2 separate regions of the Sus scrofa genome follow, and region 2 is linked to region 1. The links are chromatin contacts, called in public Hi-C maps. All regions are on one chromosome and are shown on one strand. Each heading gives the region's core, a stretch centred on a gene start, on an enhancer-like site or on the middle of the called end of the contact. The rest is flanking DNA. Distances are from core to core; before and after follow the strand shown.

Region 1 (4,578 bases), core at 807-3,306:
CCCTAGCCTGGGAACTTCCTTGTGCTGCAGGTGCAACCATAAAAAGAAAAAAGAAAAAAAAAAAAAACCTAATTCAATGGAAACAAGGATACTTTGTCCATTCAAATGTTCACCTTTTTCTTGCTTTTTAGGGCGCACCCTTGGCACATGAAGTTCCCAGGCTAGGGGTCTAATCAGACCTATAGCTGCTGGCCTACGCCACAGCCACAGCAACACCAAATCTGAGCCATGTCTGCGACCTACACCCCAGCTCACAGCACTGCCGAATCCCTAACCCACTGAGCAAGGCCAGGGATCAAACCCACAACCTCATGGTTCCTAGTCAGACTCGTATCCACTGCGCCATGACAGGAGCTCCGAGGTGTTCACCTATTCTTAACACCCCAAATGTCTTATCATTTCTTAACTTTGCCCCTTCCCCTGTCTCCTGCTTTCCTTTCTAGCTGTTCCCCTATTTGTCCACTCCCCCCCAACTTTCTCTACCAGCTTTCCCTCAGGGTATGGGAGAGGCTGGAATAGTTGTAGCAAAGCCTCTAGGAGTGGCTGTGGTTGGCTCCTTGGTGTTCAGGGCACAGAAAAGAAAGAGCCAAGTGTTTTTCTTCCATCTCATCAAGGGAGAGAAGGTAAAAAGACTGCTCCCCCAACTCAAGAAACTCATGAAAGTAAAAGTCAAATACCTCTCCCCTGACAGTAACTGGTGAAAACAACTATCAAGAAAGATTGAAAGGATGTTCACACCATCAAGGAGCTTCTACAACCCCACCAGCAAGTAAACAGCAAAGGGACCCTACCCGTTCCTCCCAATGCTCTGAATCATCCAGAGCCGGGCATCAACTCTCGCGCCCAGAGTGCTACAGCCAGTGCCCGGCCACTTGCAGCACATTTGTGACAGATCTATTTTCTTCCACTTCAAACAATTTTCTTTTCAAGGCCAGGGATCCCAGTGTAAAACGAAGGCTTGGAAAAAAAACACCAGTTCCCCAAGAAGAGCATTCAAACATAATCTCTGATTAGTCATTAGCAGAACATTGCAGAAATAAATAAATATACATACACATACATATGTATGTCTTTTTCCAGGAGATTCGGCCTTGGGAATGACATCTGTTCATGAGAAAAAGAAATGTCCTCATCCCAACAGCCGAACACAGCCTTTACGGCTGTTCTGCAAAAAAGGGGGTAAAAAAGTCCCAAGGAGATCAAGAATAGGGCGCCATTTGGTGCTCCCAATCGAGTACCAGCACCACCCATGTTCTCCTTTCAGCTCCTGAAATAAAAATATTCTCACGCACGCAGAGCACAATAGCACGGGCTACTGCCCTCCCTCACGGAGTGTGATTCTCTCGGAGGCTTGCCTTCTGCTCTGTTTGCAGGCACCACTCTCCCAAGGCCAGGGGGCCCTTCTGCATCTTCCCTTACACTTCGGATCAAGAGGAAAGGGACCAGAATGAGTGACCCTGCCTCCACAGAGGTTGATGTCATCAAGGATTCAGGATGACTGCCCAACGCCGGCCGAGGTGGGGCAGAGTCATGGGGCGGCCAAGGAGCCCCTTCTAAGGAAAGTGGAGTTAATCAGTCTTTTTATGCACACACACATGCCAGCTTCACACATTTGAAAAATAAACCCATGCTAAGCAAAGGGCCTATTTTAGCATCATCTTATAAAAACTAGATAGACGGGTAGCAGCAGCCCTCCTTTGGAGCAATAACACTGGCCCTCACTTCCTTGCTGGTTTTAGCTTGTCCAGCCTTAAGAATGAAGAGGGAATTGCAAAGTGCTTCTGAAAAGAGCTAAAAACAAAACAAACGATGATCACTCTCCCAAGAAGGACTGGGCTCTGATGAATTAATGCATCCGTAATAATTCCTCGGCATTCCTGCAGAAAATGTCCCTTTGGTAATGTAGCCCCTGGGCTGCTGTGGGAAAAAGATCCCAGTTTCTCCTTGCTGAACAAATGATCTGATTAGTGTCCAAAATAAGGAGGCGTGCACGCTCCCCAAGCCTGAGCTTTTCCGAGTGGCCTGAGTCAGCCACCGTACAGCACGGCTTGGCCTGGAGCCAAGAGCCCTCCTGCCAAGGAGACTACAAGTTTCTGAAGAGCCACCACAGGCCCGATGCCGGGAGAGTCACCCAAACAAAAGCCGGCCACCAAGTTCAACAACTGGCTTGCAATGCACCATATGCTCCACAATATTGTCCTGCTGCAGCAAGGGGCCTGTGCGCGGGTTCCCGCGTGCTGCACAGCTGTCAGCCCAGGAGCCGTTTTATCATGATTTCCACTGTTTTATTACTTTTCTGGGAATTCAAATCAGTGTAACCGCGCTTGATGCACCGGGTGAAAAATGGTGTCTCCCTCCCCCTCCTCCTTCAACCTAATGAATTGCCTTTTTTCATATCAAAGAGTAATGAGCACCAAACCACATAATATTTATTCATGGAACAAAAGACAGAGGAATGGAGGGGGTGGGGGAGGCAGAGGCAGCTCCTGGGTGTGGAGGGAAGAAAAGCTGGACGTTTTAAAGGCGTTCTTCACTCTGATCCCCAGCGACGGTGGGTTCCGTGCACAGGGAAATGCAAACCCTTCCGCTCTCCCCAGTCCCTTGGAGCCCACTTTCCAGCTAGACAGACCCTGGTCTGTGCCCAGAGATCCTGCTGCCAAGACTGTCGGTAACCAAACGTAAGGCACCCCCTAGACCTGACGGTGAGCTGTCTACACATTTTCTTTCTGAGTAAACTTTCCCCAAAGCCTCCTCTCTTCTGTCTCATGAGCGTTAAAACAGTATATTGCAGAACAGTCTAGATAGAGCCCTTTTTTCCTGGCATCATCCTGACCTCCATTGTGGACGGGGCATGACTGGCCCAGGGAGAACGAGCCGGAGAAACCATGGCGACCCCGGAGCCTTATCTGCTCCTTTCTTTTACGTAGATGACCTAATTTTTACCTGTTCCCCCTCCCTTCTTGCCATAGTCAATCTCTCGCACTCTGTTCCACAAGTTTTCGATCCAGAAAACAGAAAATAAATATACAATCAGACAACAGGAGGAATAACCTCACCCAACCCCTGGTCCATATCCTTCTTTCTAGACACTGAGACAGTTTAATTGTCCCCTTGGCAAAGAATCCCTAAATTGGGAGGGGGCAAGAAGGACAACTAAGCCAAATTAATGCTGAGTGAACCATGTTTCTTGAAGGACAACTCCCCCTCTGGGCGCAAGGCACCAAAGCGAAAGGAAAACTCTAAGGTAAGATGGCTATTAAACAAAGGTCCCTCCAAGACGATACATGCTCATGCTAAGAGAGATTAAAAGGCGCTGAGAACAACATAAGGAATTTTTAACACCAGTGGCTGAGTTGCTATTTCTTCCTCTGATATCATCACTCAGTATCTTTAATTTCTCCATTTAAAATTCTGTGTTGGCGTTTCCCCTGTGGGGCAGTGGGTGAAGGATCCTGAGTTGTCTCAGCATCGGCTCAGGCCGCTGCAAACCCAAAGGTTCACTGCCACCCAGCACCGGTGGGTTAAGGATCTGGCATTACCTCAGCTGTGGTGTCCGTCGCAGCTGCAGCTTGGACTTCATCCCTGGCCTGGGAACCTCCATATGCCAGAGGTGCAGCCAAAACAGAAAAAAAATTCTACGTTTTATACACACCACTATATATAAAATAAAAGGCAATTACCCACTGTATAGCACAGGGAACTATAGTCAATATCTTGTAATAGCCTGTAAATGGAAAAGAACCTGAAAAAGAATATATATGCATATATTTATACATGTGTATGTAAATATATAACAATCATTTTGCTATACCCCAGAAACTAACACAATGATGCAAATTAGCTATTCTTCAATTTTAAAAGCGGTTAAAAAATTCTGTGTTGAGGAGTTCCCATCATGGCTCAATGGTTAATAAATCCAACTAGGAACCATGAGGTTGTGGTTCGATCCCTGGCCTCGCTCAGTGGGTTGAGGATCCGTGAGCCGTGGTGTAGGTTGCAGACGTGGCTCGGATCCTGAGTTGCTGTGGCTGTGGTGTAGGCCGGCAGCTACAGCTCCAATTAGACCCGTAGCCTGGGAACCTCCATGTGCTGTGAATGCGGCCAGTAAAAAAAAAAAAAAAAAAAGATTTTTTTTTAAACTATGACAGATATATTTAAGTTCTTCAAAATCACACAGTAATGCACTTCTTCCTCTAACCTGGGCCACCAAGATGGTTGTGAATTTTAACATTGAAGAATTTACCCGGACAATTCCCCTCAAACCTTGTATTAGACTCCCTTGCTTAAGCAACCCTCTTGCTTCCTCCTTGTACAGTCTCATTTCTGTAAGTCTGTCAAAGCTAATTATCTCTCTTCTCAAATGTATTGCTCTTCAGTGCATCATCAACACATATATTACAAAAAGTTGAAGAAAACAGTGACGTGTGCGTTACACTGTGAAGGAAAAGACAGACATAAATAATTATTCAGAGTATCCACTCTCGGTTAATAGAGGCATGAAAATGGCATTAGGAAGAAGGGACGGGATACCAAAGCCAGCCAGTCCCCTCCCCCTTCCATATATGGTTGTCCTCACCC
Region 2 (4,578 bases), core at 1,340-3,839, 130 kb before region 1:
TACTTTCTTTGAAAAAGGAAATGTTGGTCTCACAAAACTTTCTTGTTATTTAATCACATCCTTGTTTTAATAGATACTGTCCATCTACACTGGACATTTTCCCTTTCAAAAAACAACAAAACCAGATTCGCACCTGGACTCATGCCTTTTTTACAGCACCACAGAAAGATGAAAAGTATTCAAAAGAACACTATCGTTTTTTTTTTTCTCTATCTGAAATCTGTACTGTTGAATTTCTAATTACATTTGGAATAAGTTTAAAGTCTGCAAAATTATTCCAGTTGAGGCCATGGAGTGGGAAAACTTACATAGAAGTAGAAGCAGAAAGTACAAATCATGATTTGTAATAAGTCACCATGGGAAAGAGGAAGATGAGTTAACTTCCATATCAAATTTATTTTCATGATACATTCCCAAATATTCAGAAGATTACGACTTCAAATACTATAGGGCTAGAGGTTCTAAATACTGGACCTAAAATCAGGAGGCAGACCCAGGACATGTCATTGTCATTAAGTACTTATTAAGTAGCAACTCAGCTCTAACACTGTGTCATTACAGGGCTGCCTGTAAAGGAGCTTACACTCTGGAGTCGGAATATTCACACAACACAGAAAACAGAAACATCATGAACACGGTTACATGCATCCCTAGATTTGTTTACTAGATGTACTCAAACCATCTTGGCAGACAAGCAACTTGTATGTATTAGAATTCCCCCTCAATGACATGGTAGCCTTTGTCCAGCAGAAACCCAGCCTCCTCCCTCACCAGCAGCACCAGCCCCTTGAGCAAGTGCCGGCAGAGCCAGCTAGAGATGCTTTGTGGTGGCAGCAGCAGAGCAGTGCAGGGACAAAGCAGCCAGCTCCAATGGGGGACTGAAGATCCAGGAGCCTGAACTTTGAATAACACAGTTCCACTGGGTTGATGCTTCCACTGACCAATTCTTTCTCAAAATTCCTCTCTGTCCATATACATGATGACCTAAGCTTCTAGAGCTGGAGGGAACTTTGCAGGGGGGCCCACAGGAGTTACTATGTTCCCCTGAACTGGTGCTATAGCACCAGGACTTGATGTCCGCCCCTGGGCCTGTCCTGTGTTGAGCCTGCCACACTAGCTTGGGGCACATTTGGAACTGATGTTAATTAGCATTGCTTCTTTGGGTTAGGTCTGGGTTACCCTACGAGAACATTTTAGGTGGAGCTCTTGGACAGAATTCCAAATATACTGGGAGGGAAGCACCTAGTGAAAGAAAAATATAGAGCACACCTTAGGTACAAGGAGGAAAGGTACTAAGTGGTACTGAGGGGTAGGGGATAGGGCAGGGAGCGGTGTGAAAAAGAGAAGCAGAAACAAAAGCTCTGGGATGGCTGGAGCCAAGGGACTGACGCCTGTAAGGCCAACAAGATCAATCTCTCTTTCTGTGTTTGGGGACAACATTTTGCCAGTGACATCCTCCAAAGGAGACTGAGAGACTAGCCTTTGTCCTGAAAGGGTCTTTAAAAAGTACCAGATTCAAGTTCTAATGTGGCCACACATGGGGCTCTGTGTCCTAGGAAATGTCTTAAAGCATCCTCTAAGCTCGGTTTCCATATCTTGAACAATAAGGGATTGGCATTTTTTTTTTTTTTTTTTTTTTTTTGGTGGCGCTCACAGCAAGCAGAAGTCCTTGGGCCAGGGATCAAACCCTTGCCACAGCAGTGACCCAAGCCACAGCAGTGACAATGCCAGATCCTTAACTTGATGAGCTACCAGAGAACTTTGGGACGGGCTCCCTGAATTAAGTCTGTCCCAGCTATAGGATTTCTATGCTGGAGAGCTTGAAGTTCCCCCAAGGAAAAGTTTTTTGTGTCCATTACAAATGGCTTTAAGAGTTCTGTCAACCCAAGCTTTCTCCTCTCGCTGTTCTCCTCAGCACAAGCAAGAGAATCACTTAAAAAGCACTGTAAGCCACAGGTAATGGGCAGAAGAGAAGAGAGAGGCTGTAAATGAGCTCTTTAGAGCCAAGCCCTATCAAGCCATTATTAATGCTTTACACCAGCCAGAATGTGGAGGCACGTATTTATTTCAGAAGCCTTTCTGAACATGTACCTGGCCATTGAAATTCACAAGGCATTTGTTATCACGTTGTGTTTCTTATTAACAATGGCACAGCAGCCAGGATACATTGACAGTTCTCTCCAAGCCCCAGAATATTGGGGGAGGGAATGTAATTCAACAGCACCTTCCCTTTACTTCAGACCGATGGGCGAGCACTATCCCCCTCATTCATGCCAGCCCCCCAGTATTTTTCACTGTTACATCAAGAACATGTAACTCCCAAATCCACAGTCACACTGTCCATTTTAAAGGCATCACATCTTATGTCCTTACTTCTTTGAAGCTCATTAGAAGCTGGACCTTCTGAGCATTTACCTAAGATCCTCTCCAATCACTTGAATCATAAAACCAGGAAAGAGAGGAAGGGGCCGTGGGGGCGCGAGGAGCAGGAAAAAGAAAGAAAATGGGATGAACAGAGGCTGAGGGAGACTGGCTATGGAGTGGGGGTGAGACACCGCTACCCACCGCAGACAAAGAACACTAGACACAGAAGGGAGACAATGAAGGCTCAGAGCAAACGCAGAGCAGAGAGAGCGTGGGGGTGGGGGGGGCAGGGAAGCCCCCCAGCAGCCCCCTCCCCAAACCCGGGCTCGCCTGGTGCCAGCTGATGGCTCACAACAGCTGCTCCGCTGCGGAGGAGAGACTCACAGTCATTTCCTGGCTAAGAGGATTTCTACCGTTTTAATTAGTTTTGCTGTTTTGGGTTTCTTTTTCTTTTTCTTTAAGATAAGAAATAACACCTCTCCATCCCCATACTCCCCTGGACACAGCTGTATTTTCAACCATCCAAAGAACAAACAATGATTTTGATTTCTTTACTACGAGTTGAGGATTGCTTGTGAAATCGAATAAATAATTAAGAGGAAGGAGGAAGTTCAGCAAAGTAGTTCAAATCTGTGCTCCTCTGAAAAACACAGGTAGAAAAACTGGGGTCCTCCGTGGAATGGGGTTGGGAGACAGGCTGCTGACATCTGTAAATTAACCTTAACCTAAAGGCATCACCTCCCTTTGTCCTGTTTGGCTGTAGTGACGACAAGACAATGCCGAGGAGAAGAATTTTTTAAATATTTCACTCCTCCTCTTGCCCCAAAAAGATCTAGAACAGGTTAATTCAGTCCTGATTCCTAGTCATCCCTGACAGAAAAAGAACTGGGGATTTCACAAGTAATATGTGTAAAATCTTCCTTAACCTAGAAAACATTGTGGGTGGGGGGAAATCACCTCAAAACTGAGATCTAAAACTAAAACATGGAAAAGAGGAACGCTAACAGTGCAGCTGCTAAACAGCCACGGTAGGATGCTGCAAACGTGTTCACCACAGGACTAGATCTCTCAAAACCCACTGTCTGTTTACAAACAAAGCACTTACTAAATAATACCCCAGGTAACAGATGATGATAGGAATAGGGTTTGCTCTTTTAAATAACAACAGATTGGGGGGAAAATTCCCATACCATCAGACCACAAATTAAATGAAACTTCACTTTTAACTGGAAAAAACGCAGATCTAGCTGGGGAAGCTGATTTCCGCCCACCCTCCATTCTCCCAAAAGGAGATTAGAAAGAGAAAACAGAAAAACATATGTCCTAGAGATGAATTTTGGTAATGAATGCTATAAACATTCATAGGGAGATACGCTATTTCACAGGTCTTCGAAAAAATATTTTAATATGCACACATGAGTCAAACACTCTGCAATAAAATGCATTCATGTTTCATTGTTTTTATACACTGCAGGAAGGAGTTGAAGTCTTGTCACTCACCTGACGAAATCTGATCTCTCTGAAATCTCTCACCCTAAGGTGTTAAAGATGTTGGTGCTGTGACATAATTCCACCTCAAGTCATCTTGTGGGAAACACAGGTCAGTTTTAAAGCACCAGGTGGGCAAACGGTCCTTATTTAATTACCCAACCTTGAATGATAGGTGGGGTGCTTAGAGGCTGCCACTTGAGATCATGTGCCATGCAAGGGGTTTCCAAATTTAAGCTGGCTTGTACAGTAAGCTGACTCGTGTTTATCAGAACAACTGAGGCTTTGAAGAAAATGCTCTTCTGTCTTGTCCTTAATTCTAAAGGGGCAAGAGGGAGAAGCAGAGTGGGAGGAGGACCTGCAGCCCTCCCCTCTCCTGGCTGGTACTGGCGTGAACAAGATGTAAGTTAGGGAATATTTCAAAACCCTTCAACAAGGTGGAGAAAAGGGTGATTAGTATGTTCTCTCATTCAACGGAAGTAGTTCTGTTGACCTCTGAGGGGCAAACAATTTTCAGGCCAGCTTTGCATCCAATCACAGTTAATGAGGAACTGAAGTTGACATTCTAAATTCTTCTATCAAATTAAAACAATAAAACAGGTAGTTAATAACAGCAAATACTTACATATATCTTACCATATGCCAGACACTTTTAAGGGCTTTGCATATATTAACTCATTTAAACCTCCCAACAACCCCCGAGGTGGGTACTGTATTCAGATGAGT

The links. A called contact is a pair of places that touch in the nucleus more often than the background predicts.
Region 2: a contact with region 1 is called in a Hi-C map of omental adipose tissue, with 2.0 times the contacts expected there. The contact joins two enhancer-like sites. A contact is called at or near these places in 3 of 47 Hi-C or Micro-C datasets (alveolar macrophages, embryonic fibroblasts and omental adipose tissue).

Annotation. Positions count from the first base shown.
Region 1 is chr8:86,894,054-86,898,631 of Sscrofa11.1, reverse strand. The region is part of intron 1 of MAML3 (mastermind-like protein 3); the gene reads right to left. Among named protein-coding and RNA genes, the nearest start is that of MAML3, 17 kb to the right of the region's middle. Within about 2 kb of position 2,056, at least 16 of the 83 cell types and tissues checked have an H3K27ac peak or open chromatin away from gene starts, as enhancers often do. A contact at or near this core is called in omental adipose tissue, where this site is marked.
Region 2 is chr8:87,022,377-87,026,954 of Sscrofa11.1, reverse strand. All of the region lies in intron 1 of MAML3 (mastermind-like protein 3), which reads right to left. Among named protein-coding and RNA genes, the nearest start is that of MAML3, 150 kb to the right of the region's middle. Within about 2 kb of position 2,589, at least 9 of the 83 cell types and tissues checked have an H3K27ac peak or open chromatin away from gene starts, as enhancers often do. A contact at or near this core is called in omental adipose tissue, where this site is marked.